Linked DNA regions of Gossypium arboreum: region 2 is linked to region 1. Evidence: chromatin contacts called from public Hi-C data. All regions are on one chromosome and are shown on one strand. The core of a region is the stretch at or near the end of the contact, and the rest is flanking DNA. Distances in the headings are between cores, read along the strand shown.

Region 1 (6,631 bases), core at 2,055-4,554:
ATTCCGAAAAAACCCAAAATAAGGTTGTTCTAATAATGCAATAACAAAAATTGAAAATCTTAATTTTTGACTGATTTTTTTTTGTTCCAAAACCATATATGTCAAAACCAAACAGAAATAATGTATTGATTCAAAGTCAAATAATTAACAAGCACATATATTCATAAATTTGACATAAACAAAACACCAAAGTAATTCACGTTTATAGTGTATTCAAAATCAAATAGAAAAATTTATCCTGCATATACCATGTAAATCTAAAATTGTATTAATGATTAACCGAGATTTGCATGAATACTTAAAAATATTTTCAAGCCAATTAATCTCAAAAGCAAAATCATAATAGTTGTCATATCTCACAATTCATACAATAAACCATATCATCATAATTTAACTAAATATTTGGAACCATAAGATGCTAAATCTTATATTATAGAACCAAATTTAAAACTATTTATTTAAACATATATTATGATTAACATGAGTTTTACTTCAAAACATCCAAAAGCTGAATAAATATTCATAGCATAAAATTAACAAATTCAATGAATATCCATTAAATCAAATTTACAAAAATTATAGTTAAACTAAATATTTGTAATCATAATATGCAAAAATCAAATATTTAAAAGGAGAATAACACGAATTCATCTTTAAAAAACTTATAGAAAATTACAAGAAAATTATAGTAACGACTAAAAGGAAATGTCAACCAAATTGGTACAACACTTAATACATGCTTTCAATTACCTTAGGCATTTCATGCTTTTAATTCCTCTACTCAATAAGAGACGAAACGGAATAATTGTTCTTTAATATATATTAAATATTTCAATCATATATAACAATCCACCAAGACTCGTACAATAACATTATAGCTGTAACCATTGGACACATTCATAGTATATGGAGTCCAATCATTAATATAATTCAGGCATATATATTATATATTATCGTAACTTTTGTAAACATAAAATCAAATTTGATATTCAAATTCATACATGTCTGGTATATGAAATACAAAACCAAATTAAAATCAAACAAGATTTGGCAGAGGGACAAAATCAAATTTCAGAGCAAAAATCACATGATTCAAACCCTAAAATCTTTAATATATTCTCAAGCAATAACCTCAAACTTTTAAAATAATTTTCAACCACCCATTCGTAATAACTTCAAATTACTCCAAACTTGAAAAATATCACATTGGCTCAATCCAAATTAAAAGTAGAATATTATTATAAATTCGCCTGCAGATATAGAAGCATAGTAAAACGAAATAACAAATAAATCATTAATCTTTGAATAGCGATTGAAAGAGAACCACCCAAAAATATAATAATGCATTCAATCTAAATCATAAAATCCTAAAACTTTAATTTAAAGAATTAAAATCCAAAAATAATAAAGAATCAATTTATTCTCAATGATTCAACATGACGAGATTCAGATGTCACTTGTTAAAACCATAAAACAAAATCTGATATAAATTTAAAATTGTAAAACAGGATCTATTATGTTAAATCATCAAGAATAAATCAAGAACAAAACTAGATGCAAAAGCATACCTAAATTCATTAATTTCTTGAAATCTACAAATATTGGGGTTTTAGTCTTCCAAATTAGCACACAAGTAATATAGCGAAGATGACTCTCTCTTTTCTAAAGATGAGATATTAGAAAAGTATCTTATGTGTAATTTGGGACCATAACCCTAATATATAAGCTTGGCACATTAGCCCTAATTTCTAATTAGCTCATCATAAATTAGAAATTAGTTACTATAGTATCTACACATGTTTGACCCATACTTTATTTAATAATTAAAGTCAAATAAACCTTAACCAAATTAGATCACTTTTAATTTGGGTTAACTTATTATAATAGTAAATAATAATAACAACATATAATTAATTATATTATATATGTGATGTTCATATTTTCCAACAAGATCAAGCTAGAAAGATCAAAGCAAGAAGAAGAAAAATAGAATTTTAGAATTTTAAAAGGAAATAATATTACGTGGAACTGGGTTAAATATTTGATGGATTAGATATATAAAGTTAATAGCCACATGATTTTGTTAATGAAAATGATTAAAAAAGATAATTTTTAATAGTTAAGTGATTATTTTGTAATTTTCATGATAAAAAAACTAATCAATAGTTGGATGACTACGATGTAATTTACCCAAAAAGAAAAAAAGGGTAACCTATTTGGGTGGTCACTCAACTTTTGGGTAGGTTCTATTTGATCACTAAACTTCAAAAAATTTCAATTTCATCCTCAAGGTTTTCAAGTTTTAGTCACTCACTATCAGATACTTAACGGAAAGCTAATGTGAGATTTTTTTATTAGCCTAATAATAATTTTAGCCCTTTAATATTTATATATTTTATCAATTTAATTTTAAATCTAAAAATTAAATAATTTTTAAAAATAAATAAATTTCTAAGGGAGAAAGACGGTGATGGGAGAGAGGGAGAGGTAGAGGAAACAGAAGGATCGGGGTGGAAGAGGAAGGAAAATATTTTTATTTTTTTAATATTAATATACTTATTTTTAATTAATATAAATATTAGTATTAATATAAGCATTAAGTGAAAAAATGTTGATTTTTTAGATTTAGGAATAATTTTCCGTTAATATGGGTGTTTAAAATTTCAAATTTTGAAAATTTTGATGATGAAATTAAAATTTCTTGAAGTTGGATAATCAAAATAGAATCTACGTAAAAGTTGAGTGATTTCTGGGAGTGTAATTGAGTCGAGTCGAACTCGAATACTTCCAAGCTCAATTAGAAATTTGGAAGCCAATACTCGACTTGAGATATAATCGAGAAACTTGAGCTCGATTAAGTTCAATTATCAATTTTGCTACTCAAGCTTAAACTCAAATTTGAACTCGCCTTAATAATTAAGCTTAAAGTTAATAATATATTAAGGCAATAACATAATTTAATAATATTAAAATATGAAAAGCTTGAAAAGACTCATGAACCCCTCGAATCAAATATTACTAAGTTCAAATTTGACTTAATTGATAACTCAAACTATTTATATTCGATTCGATAATTATCGAGTTAAACTTAATTTTTTTTAAATTAAATTCGAATATCTTAAAAAGAACCTATATCACTTTTGTACAATAGTGATTACCCAAATAATTTACTCAAAACAAAAACGTCAAAAAAGAAGAATAGTGATTACACAAATAATTTAGTCAAAACAAAAACGTCAAAAAAGAAGAGAAAAAGGAGATAGGAAAAACGAAAAAAGAGAGGTAGAAAGTGTGAGAAATAGATCCTTTCGCGCGTTTTTCGTGTGGAATAATACAGTTGCGGAGCCCACGTCATTTAATAGATCCTTTCATTTTTGTTGTTAAGTAAAACGTGAGAAAAAATTGTACTTTTTTAAAAATTAAACAACACATGTTTAATAAAATATCAAAGTTTGAGCCTGCCAACACTTTTCTATGCATAACCCGCTCTTCAATCTCAATTTTATTTCAACTTTAACATACACTTAAATTTATCTTTTTTTTTTAAGGAATTTTAAAATTTCATTTTAAAAAATAATTTTATAGGAAACTCATCATACCTAACCAAAGAAATCAGTGATAACTTCGATTTTTAAATAAAACCTCATGTTTTCTTAAACTCTAAATTTTCATATTTTTAATAAATTTATTAAGCTCATTTCTTTTTGTGCTAAAAATAAAGAAAATTTAATTCAAATGGTTAAAACCACATAAGTCACTAGTTTTACTAGATTGTAAAACTGTTACAATTTTTGTAGGAATTTTAACAAATACTCGCATATCGATTTTCCTGTCAGATACCTTCTTAACTAAATGGTCTATAACTAGATTTTTTTCCTTTAAAATATATTTTATGTGTCACTATCTTATATTTTGTAAGGCCGAAATGATTCCTGTAATCCGAACGAAATTTTTATTTTCTATAATTTCACAACAACAATAATAATAATATTATTATTATTATAGTTAAGCTCATTTTTTTCATTTCAGCCTAATGGGACAATGCGAATTAGGCTTTAATTGTGTTCGTAGTGGTTAGGCTGTCTTGAAGCTGCTAGTGCTCCAATTCTACAGTCATCTCCTTGATTTTTCTTCAATACATGGCGATATTCACGACCGTGGTAGTTAGGCTTAATTCTGACCTTTTAAAGGGTAATTATTGCCATTTTTTGGGTGTTTCGTCACGCAACTCGTAAGATTGTGTCACGTGTGTCACGTGGTGAAATCTAGAGTTTAATATTTAAAATAATTAAAAACTATTAAATATTATAAAAATATTAAAAATTACAAAAGAATAATATAAAAGTGAAAAAGTTATAAAATTTATTATAAATGAGAAAAAATATATAAATTATGAAAATTAAAAAATTAAAATGGTATGAATTAAAAATATGAAATTTTTAAATATAAAAAAGTATTAAAATTATTATAAAAATATAGAAAGTGCAAAAATTATATAAAATTACAAAAAAAGTTTAAAAATATTTACAATTTTATGTACAGCCCTTTTCATTTGCATTCTTAACCTACTTTCCTACCTTAATTTGCATCTCAAAACACTTTATAATTATGTCACATGACGGAATATGATGTTTTATACTTAAAATCACTAAAATCATTAGAAATTTAAAAGAAGTATAAAAATTATAGAAAATCATAAAAGATTATAAAAATATTAAAAATTAAAAAAATATAAAAGTGCAAAAGTTGAGTTTTTTATTAAAATAAAATAGAAAATTTAATTATGAAAATGTTATTACACACAAATTATTTACAAAAATGGGGTGTTTTCTATAGTAAAAATAAGTGTCATCATATTGCCAAGTGGAACCATCCTAGATTTCCTCCCCTTGCTATCATCAATCTTGATGAAGCAAAAAATATTCTTTTAATCGATGTCGCCAACTGGTCAGGTGGAACCCAAAAAATATCAACTCTTTGTAAATACGAAACATAAATTATACAAATACAAAAATATATATAGTGATGCCATTTGACATAATGACAACACCATTGTTATTTTATTTTTTTAAAAAAAAAGCCTGCCAAGGAGTAAAAAAAGAGTTGAAACAAAAAAAATTATATTTTTTATAGTGATGTCGTTTGATATATTAGTGACACCTGTGATTTTTTTTAAAAAAAAATAGGCTTGACAGGAAAAAAAGTTGATAAAGAGAAAAAAAAAAGCTAATGTAAGAAGGTGCTACCGACATGTCTAGCGACACCAGTTTGAAAATATTCTTTAAAAAAAATTGATTGTTAATAAGTGCTGATACATTGCCAGACAATACTAGCGCTCTTTATATAGCCCCTCCTCATCCAAAAAAATATTCGATGGTTTAACCAAACAAAAGAGCAAGAAAAGAGTTTGTTAACAAAATGGGAGAGAAAAAAAAAATTTAACAAAATAGGAGAGAAAAAAAATTTATTACAAATCAAAATTAAATATCAACAATATTTTATTTTCCTTTTAGACTTCGAAATTAAGTTTGAATTGATAAGGTTAATTAGTAATTATTTTTATGTTTTTTAATTTATTTTACTATTATGTATGATTATGTGACTATATATTGATAATTAATAGTATGAGATGCAAGTTATATTGCTTGATAAAACTTTTTTTCTTTAAAATGGTATAAATTGTTTTAATAGAAACTATTTTTTTATTTTAATTTATTCTATGGATTTAATATCAAAGATGAATTACCAATTCTTCAGTATACGTCCATTTTGATGGGTTAATTTTCAAACAACAATTGGTTATATATTTGAATAACGCCATCAAATAGGAATGAGTTTAACAGGAGTGTAAAACTCGATAAAACGAAACAAAAGATTGGTGTGAAAATTGCTCGAGTGGTGGGGGGAGGATGTCCAGACTATTCTATAAATTTCTAGTTTCGTCAAATCTGTGCATGTCACATCTCAAAAGTGGGCCTAGAAGAAATAAGATAAAATTTATATTGTTATTTATTTTCTTTAATAATTAGGAAAGGGAAGTAGAATGCCTTAAAATTATTTTTTTTGTTAAAGAATCAACAAGACTAAGCTTGTTAGTTCAAGTGGTAAGGTTTTAGCTTACCCATAGGCTCCAAGTTTAAACTCCTGAGTAAGAATTTAACCAAAATATTTTTGTTTCCTTGTTTTTGTCCCCAAAAGTGACAAAATTTTAAAAACAGCCTAGCTCAAAAACTACTCTCTCTTTTTCAATTTAATCCCTATTTTAAAATAAGTTCTAATCCAACATGAGTTTGTAAAACCTATTAAAATTAGGAAAAATAAGTTTTATAAATAGCTAATTTCAAAACAAACCCTAGACTTTACCTAGAAAATTTTCAAGAAAACACTCATAAACATTTGCTCTCCCAAATCAAACTTTCAAAGCCAAAGGAGTCAAAGATTTTCAAAATCATTCCTCAAGTGGATCTTCAATCTCCTCTCCAAACTAAAGGTTTTTAAGTCTTCAAAACAAGGTGTAAGATCTAAACATAAATCTTTGTGTATAATTGAATCAAATAGGAAACATAAAACTAGTATAGGTGAACCCTAAGAGAAACCACCCGATTGTGCGAGGTAATGTGGGAGACTGTGT
Region 2 (6,631 bases), core at 2,861-5,360, 270 kb after region 1:
ACTTAATCGAATCGGTTTCCTAGAAATATCCATGACGTTAAGGTGTGGCAATGGCGGTATGCATGTCTAGGATTAGATCCGAAGGGAGGTTGGTACTTAAGCAGTCCGATGGACTCACCACCTCTTTTCTGGTTTCCTACCTGGTGCACAGCTTCCATTCACTTTAACCCTTAATGAATTAATCTTTTGAACATCAAGTACGATTTTCTAGACTTAAAATGAAAATTTTTTTTTTACGTTTTTGATGTGGCATGCCGGATCCGGCCATAACTTCTGGGCCGGGTTTGGGGTGCTACAGTTCTAATCCTATATACTTGTAAACCCCAAGCATAAACGTTGGAGGCTAGATATCAATGGCGGAAGGCTTTCACAACAAAAAAAACATCCAGAGATGAGTTTCACTAGTTAAGTTCTCCTATGTAAACCCTAGGCATAAACGTGGAAAGATTTTGCAGGTTGGGCAAACCAATGGAGGTTGGATATCAATGGAGGAAGGCTTTCACAACAAGAGCAGCATCCAGAGATGAGCTTCACTGGTTAAGTTCTCCTATATAATCCAGACATGAACCTGGAAAGATTTTGCTGGTTGGGTAAACCAATGAAGGCTCGATATCAATGGAGGAAGGCTTCTAAATCAATCAGCTACCAAGAAAAAAAGCAAACCAAAGCAAAACAGAGCAAACCAGATATCCAGGCATCCGCCTTGAGAAAAGAAGGAAAACAAAAAGTTACGTACAGAGAAATTAGGGTACATCAGCATCATCAGCATCAAGGTTTCCCTCACCAGCAAGCTCGACATTAGTACTATTTTGGCAACATTTCATACATTTCAGTATGATTAATGCTACGACAAGAACAGAAAATATTGCTAGCAAAAGCAAAGCTTTCCCCTTAAATTTGAAGGTTTCAGACATGGTAAAACTCATTGTTGTTGATGATGTGCTATTGCCTGAATCCATTTTTTTCTTTCCCGTCTGTAGCAAACACACTAACACAAGTAACGATATTTTTGTAAGAAATTCTCAATAAAGGTATTTGATATAAAAAAAAAAGCTAAAGGAAGGAAAATCAATTCTCGAGTGAGCACTGCAACGCATCTCACAACTCGTTGAGCTTGAACTATATATAAAAGTGATGACAGACTATACGTCCACGATTTTAGATGATGGGAACAGCTGAGATTCCTGATTGGGTAGGAGCATCGTCTTTCCATGTGATTGACTTGTGTCCAAGGGCGATAGTACTGGAGGAATATGTCGGTAACGTCAAAATTTTTAAAATTTTATATTAGTAATATTTTTTCTCCCCTAAAATTTAATTTTAACTCTAGAATTTTCTGACTTCCCGTCTACCAAATTTGCAACTTCACGACTTCACGTATTTGTATCGAGATTTGTTTGACCTATGCGACTAAAAGAAAGGTGGATGAAGTCCAAAATGCGATGGAAATTTTTTATGACGTCAGAAGAAATCTCAGCCCTTCAATCGGTAAACTCATGAGTCATGACATTCATTGAAAATTATATATCGGGTTACCTGGGTAGGGTCGTCAGCAAACAGGAAAGAGAAACCTTTGCTAAAATAGCATTTGTGATTTTGCCTTGTAGTTATTTTTACGGGTTACCTAGGTAGGCTCGGCAACAAACAGGAAAGAGAAAGCTTTGTCAAAATAGCATTCGTGATTTTGCTTTACAGTTATTTTTACTTTTCTCTCAAATATGTCAAATTGAGTTTTAGGTCGATTAATATGAATATTGTTGTCAATATAAAAGGATGTGAGTTCGAATGCGCTAAAGTGCATTATCCTCAAGTGAAATTCCAATATGAATCCATTACCAACAATATTATAATAAATTTAAATATACAAATATATTATTTATAGAAATCTCTTTCTTTCTCTCATTGACCCTTAGTTTAGTCAGCACCCTTAGTTCTAGTATATTTAAATACATTTTTCCTCCTTTGAAACCTATCGGTCTAATTGGGTGGTCTAATTTTTTAACAAATCTAACGTGCTCTATTATTGTTACATTTTTTTTAGTCTACTATAAAGAATGGAGTCTATTCAAGATTAAATTCAAGTGTTTTTTTTCAAAATTTAATTACATAAATTTAAAAAAATTGTTTTATCACTTAAAATAGGGCAAATTATATGGATAGTCACTTAACCATGAAAACGTTTCTATTTTTGTCACCTAATTAAAAAAAGATTTATTTAGTCCTGACGTTTTCAAAAATTGATTTTTTGGTCACTTTATCGTTAAGTCGTTAATGGAACGTTGGTGTGGATTTTTAATGATTTTATAAATTTTCACAATTTTTTATGTATTTTTTAAAAAAATTTATGCATATATTAGATTTTTTAAAAGTCAAGATGAAATTGATAAAATGCGTAAATGTTAATAATTAAATTTGTTATCATGCCAATAAAATAATAGCCATGTCAGTATTACATCAACCACTTAATAGTAGATAAAAAATCGAAAATATTAGTGACTAAATTGAAAAAGAATTTAGGTTGGTGACCAAAATAGAAACACTCTCGTAATTGGATGACTATACATGTAATTTATCCATTAGTATTATAAAATATTGTTGTATTAATCAAATATGATGTAACTTCATCGACCGAAGCAAAATACTATCGCTATCAATAACTTTAGCCGCAAGTAACTGAGATTTCGCAACCACAAATGTTTCCGAAACATGAAAACAACCCTTTCTTGTGAGCACGTCTTCTTGAATGTCTTGACTTTTTGGTTGTTGTTGTCGGAGTCTGACTAGAAAGGAAGCTCGAAAATTCATTACTTGAGTCATAAACCGGTGGGAGTTCTGTTCTCCACCGTTCGAGTTTCGAATCAAGCCCTTCCATGCTTCCATCTAAACTCCATCCTTCGCCCACCGAACTCTCCATCTCTTCCATTTTACGGTTCTTATTCCTCAACACCGCAGCTGCCACTTCCGATGGCGATGGACCCAATTCCGAATCGGTCCAAATTTTTCGCCCACCCGTTAAGCCACTTGGTGACTTCCCTGGTGGTGATATCAACTTTGGGCCATTGATGCCCTTTGTAGGACTCGATTTTTTCTTTCTGTCAGTATTTTTGTCAAACACATAATTAACCATCGAACTTCCCCTAGAATTAACCTTGTAGTTGTTTTTTCCAATCTCCGACCCGTTAACAACTGACCCACCATTGACAACTGATGATCCTTTCATCGATCTTCTGGGCCTTAATTCTGGCTCAAAAAACGAACTTGAATCACTCTTGGTTCGTCGAAGCTCGGGTTTGATCAACCCATTAACCAAAAGCTGATGGTTATTGGTATTGCTTTTTGTACTCGAAAGAGGCTTGACATTCGAGCTTTGAAACGCATCTTCCTCGCCCATTAAATGTCGATACCCGACCGCTGACGATCCCATTTGAAAGTACAAAGGCATGCTCCTCATTGAGCTATCGAGCAATGCCGCCCCAATGTTCAAAATCCCTTGAGGCCGACCCGACGGTCTCCAAACTTGAAACGCCACGAATCTCATCCCCAATTGGAGCTCTTGGCGGTTGCGCGTTTGAGAAACCGGTGGTATAAGGTTCTGAACAAGAACCCGAACGGTCCCTACATGGATGTCACGGAACCAATGCACCGCATAGATTTCGATCATTAAAGTAGACGTATCGCTATAGAGGAACTCATCATCGACGCGGAAAACGAACTTATCGTTCCATGTCGGGTTGGTGTGGCCTTGGGTGTCAATTCGGGTTGAAAGTTTTCGCTCCGAATGTACCCAAGCCACCGCGTAGGTTCGCATTTTACGACGACATACCGGTTTCAAATCTTGGGCAGAGATGACATTGAGTTCCAATAGCTGGAATGGTGCCAAATTACTCATGATTACACAACAAGGAAGGACAAAAAAGAAAACAATGAAGAACCTGTTAATGTCTGTTCCTTCTTTATTTCCTTTTTTGGAATTTCCTTTGTCGCGGCTAAAGTTATTCATACAATTAATATCCAAACTCCGGCCCTTTGTCGTCGTCAGCCATGTACGACGACAACAATGGCAGAGAAGAAAATGAATCAGTGATGAGAAAATAAAGGCAAAATGAAATGAAGCCATTTGAAAAATAGTGCGGGATTTGTGGTAATAAAAGAGGAAACCGTTGTTCTTGACATGTGTTCGTTATTTTTTAACTGCCATTGGAGGTGGTGTAAGAAAAAAAATAACCAACGACAGGTTTTTTCTTTATTTTTTATTTTTTTAATAATTTAATTAGGATTAATTATTATAAATTTAGGGTATAGGAGTTTTAAGTTTAAACGATTTTTCTAGGAAAATAATAAATAAAAATCAAATCGATTCACTTATTGTACCATTTTTTTTCAAATATATATTTAATTAAAACCTTCGGCATTTGATAATTATATTTAATCTCGATTATTTCGTAATTAACAGATTTTATTTTATTTATTAAATATTATTATTTTTATATAAATTATGCATTAAATATAGTATTTTGTTAAAATATATACATTTTGACTTAATGAGATTATTTTTATGAGTTAACTATAGTAAATATATTTAAACTATGATCTTTATTTTAAATTAGTTCTCAAACTTTAAAATATTCGATCATATCTTTAAACTATCGATGTTATATCAAGAATATCCTCATCGTTACTAAAACCATTAATTTAACTAATAATGAGACGTCGATCTTATTGGATATAATACAAAATGAAACTTTTAAAGAAAAAATGAATATTATAAAAAACTTGATTTTGAGGTTTTCAATGTTTTTATAGAAATTATCATCCAGATTTTTTTCGGTTTTACTTTATTTTTAGTTTTAATTTTAAAATTATGCTGCAATATTTTACTTTTCTTTAAAATTTCATTTTAAATTATATCACATAAAATTTTACATGTCACTTAATGGTTAAATTAACGGTCTCAATAATAGAAAAACTTAATTGATATAACATCGATAATTTGGATATATAATTAAAATGCTTTGAAGTTTAGGGACTAATTTAAAATAAGAATCATAATTTAGGATATCTACTTTTTTATATATATGATTAAGAAGTTACAAAATTCATAATTTTATTAAAAATAACAAAAATTAATTGAGCCAATTTTCTTGTACGGTCCGGTAATTGAAGTGCCGAACCAAGCAATTGATGCGATCTGATTAGACCGGATCCATTATTTTGGCAAAAAAAAAAGGGAATATATCCGAAAACTGAACGGTTGAACCGGTCTATTGGTCTAATCCAATATAATATTTTCATATAATAAATAAATTGGGGTGGACCAATGATTTTGGCTAAAAACTGAAAAGATCAAAACTTGCATGTTAAAATGAAAAAAAAGACCAAACTTTTTTGAAGGCATAAGCAAAATGAGCCCCAAAACTGCAAATATATTGCCTATTAAATATTGAAAGAACAAATTTCAATGTATGATCACAAACCCTAATTCAATTCCTTTTTCCAATGAAAAACACCTATCTTATATATTGATTGTTGAATCTAACAAAATCTAGATATTGCTGAAAGCAAAAGGTTTGATCCTTTAATAGATGATGTAAAAGAGGCTGAATCTATGAAGTTTCTCCATTTCTAGATGCTTGATATCCAGGTAAGACTCGATCTTGGCGAGGAGTCGGCCTGTAGTATCCATTTCCTCTCAATCTACCGTGGTCTCGGTCATTTCCATCGTAAGCACCACCCCTGCCATAACTTCGAGCACCAAAACGCCCCCTTGAAGCATCTGTTGGATAGCTGCCTCGGCCTCTACCTCTCCCTGTCCGGAATATTTTAACCACTTCAATTAAGAATAGAAAACAAATAGCAACCACTGTTTCGATGGCAACGCTCTCATTATCAATTCTTGTTCAGGATCTACTAGTAAAAGGGCTTGGACGATGCTCGTGTATACAATAAAACATATTCCAATAGGAAAGAAGTACATGCATGAAAAGAAAAGGGAAAGAAATACATACTTCCACCTCGAGATGGGATATAGCTGTTTGGTCTCCGCTCTTCGATGTACACTTGTTGTCCGGCAACCTGTGCTATTCCCGCCTACATAAGATTTGACTAAATTTAGTATAGAAATGAAAACATCAAAAACCTTACTAAAAATGTTGAAATTCAACTCAATGTTACAACGAATGCGCCTCTTGATTTGGATTTCAAATCCAACAATTAAAGCAGATAGAGTGAAGAAACATCGTGGATTTCTTTTTCCCGAAAAATTTATTACTAAAACTACAGTTACAGTTCTTCCACTGATAAAAGATTAGCTACTAAAACAAGAGAAATGGTTTTTTCAGTAGGTGCTTGAAGTAAATTCGGACCTTGACAGCATTATGGACACTTGTCATGTCCTCAAATTCAACAAACGCGTAACAAACACCAACATCCTGCACTCAAACGGAATATTTTAGCATTAAAAGGCAAACTATCTTAATCGGAATACGAAAGAAGCTACAAAGTGAACCTTGCGACTACGAATCACCACTCCATCATGACTGATATCACCAAATTTCTTGAATTCCTCCATTATTTCAGATTCAGACACAGTATTGGGCAAGTTCCTTACATAAACAGATTTTAATTCACCTAA

Evidence for each region. A called contact is a pair of places that touch in the nucleus more often than the background predicts.
Region 2: a Hi-C map of leaf shows a contact between it and region 1, with 7 times the contacts expected there. The contact joins the promoter of LOC108475208 here to the enhancer-like site in region 1. A contact is called at or near these places in 2 of 5 Hi-C or Micro-C datasets (both in leaf).

What each region holds. Positions count from the first base shown.
Region 1 is chr3:132,958,822-132,965,452 of ASM2569848v2, forward strand. No RefSeq gene overlaps it. Among protein-coding and RNA genes, the nearest start is that of LOC108475811, 34 kb to the left of the region's middle. Within about 2 kb of position 3,305, at least 1 of the 2 cell types and tissues checked has an H3K27ac peak or open chromatin away from gene starts, as enhancers often do. A contact at or near this core is called in leaf, where this site is marked.
Region 2 is chr3:133,230,550-133,237,180 of ASM2569848v2, forward strand. LOC108475208 reads right to left here and starts at 4,111. Exons shown (of 1, transcript XM_017777193.2): 1 at 2,478-4,111. The coding sequence starts at 4,000. The coding sequence ends at 2,660. It overlaps LOC108474638 (nuclear transport factor 2-like), which reads right to left. Exons shown (of 10, transcript XM_017776631.2): 7 at 6,506-6,627; 8 at 6,363-6,428; 9 at 6,006-6,087; 10 at 5,462-5,806. The coding sequence ends at 5,604.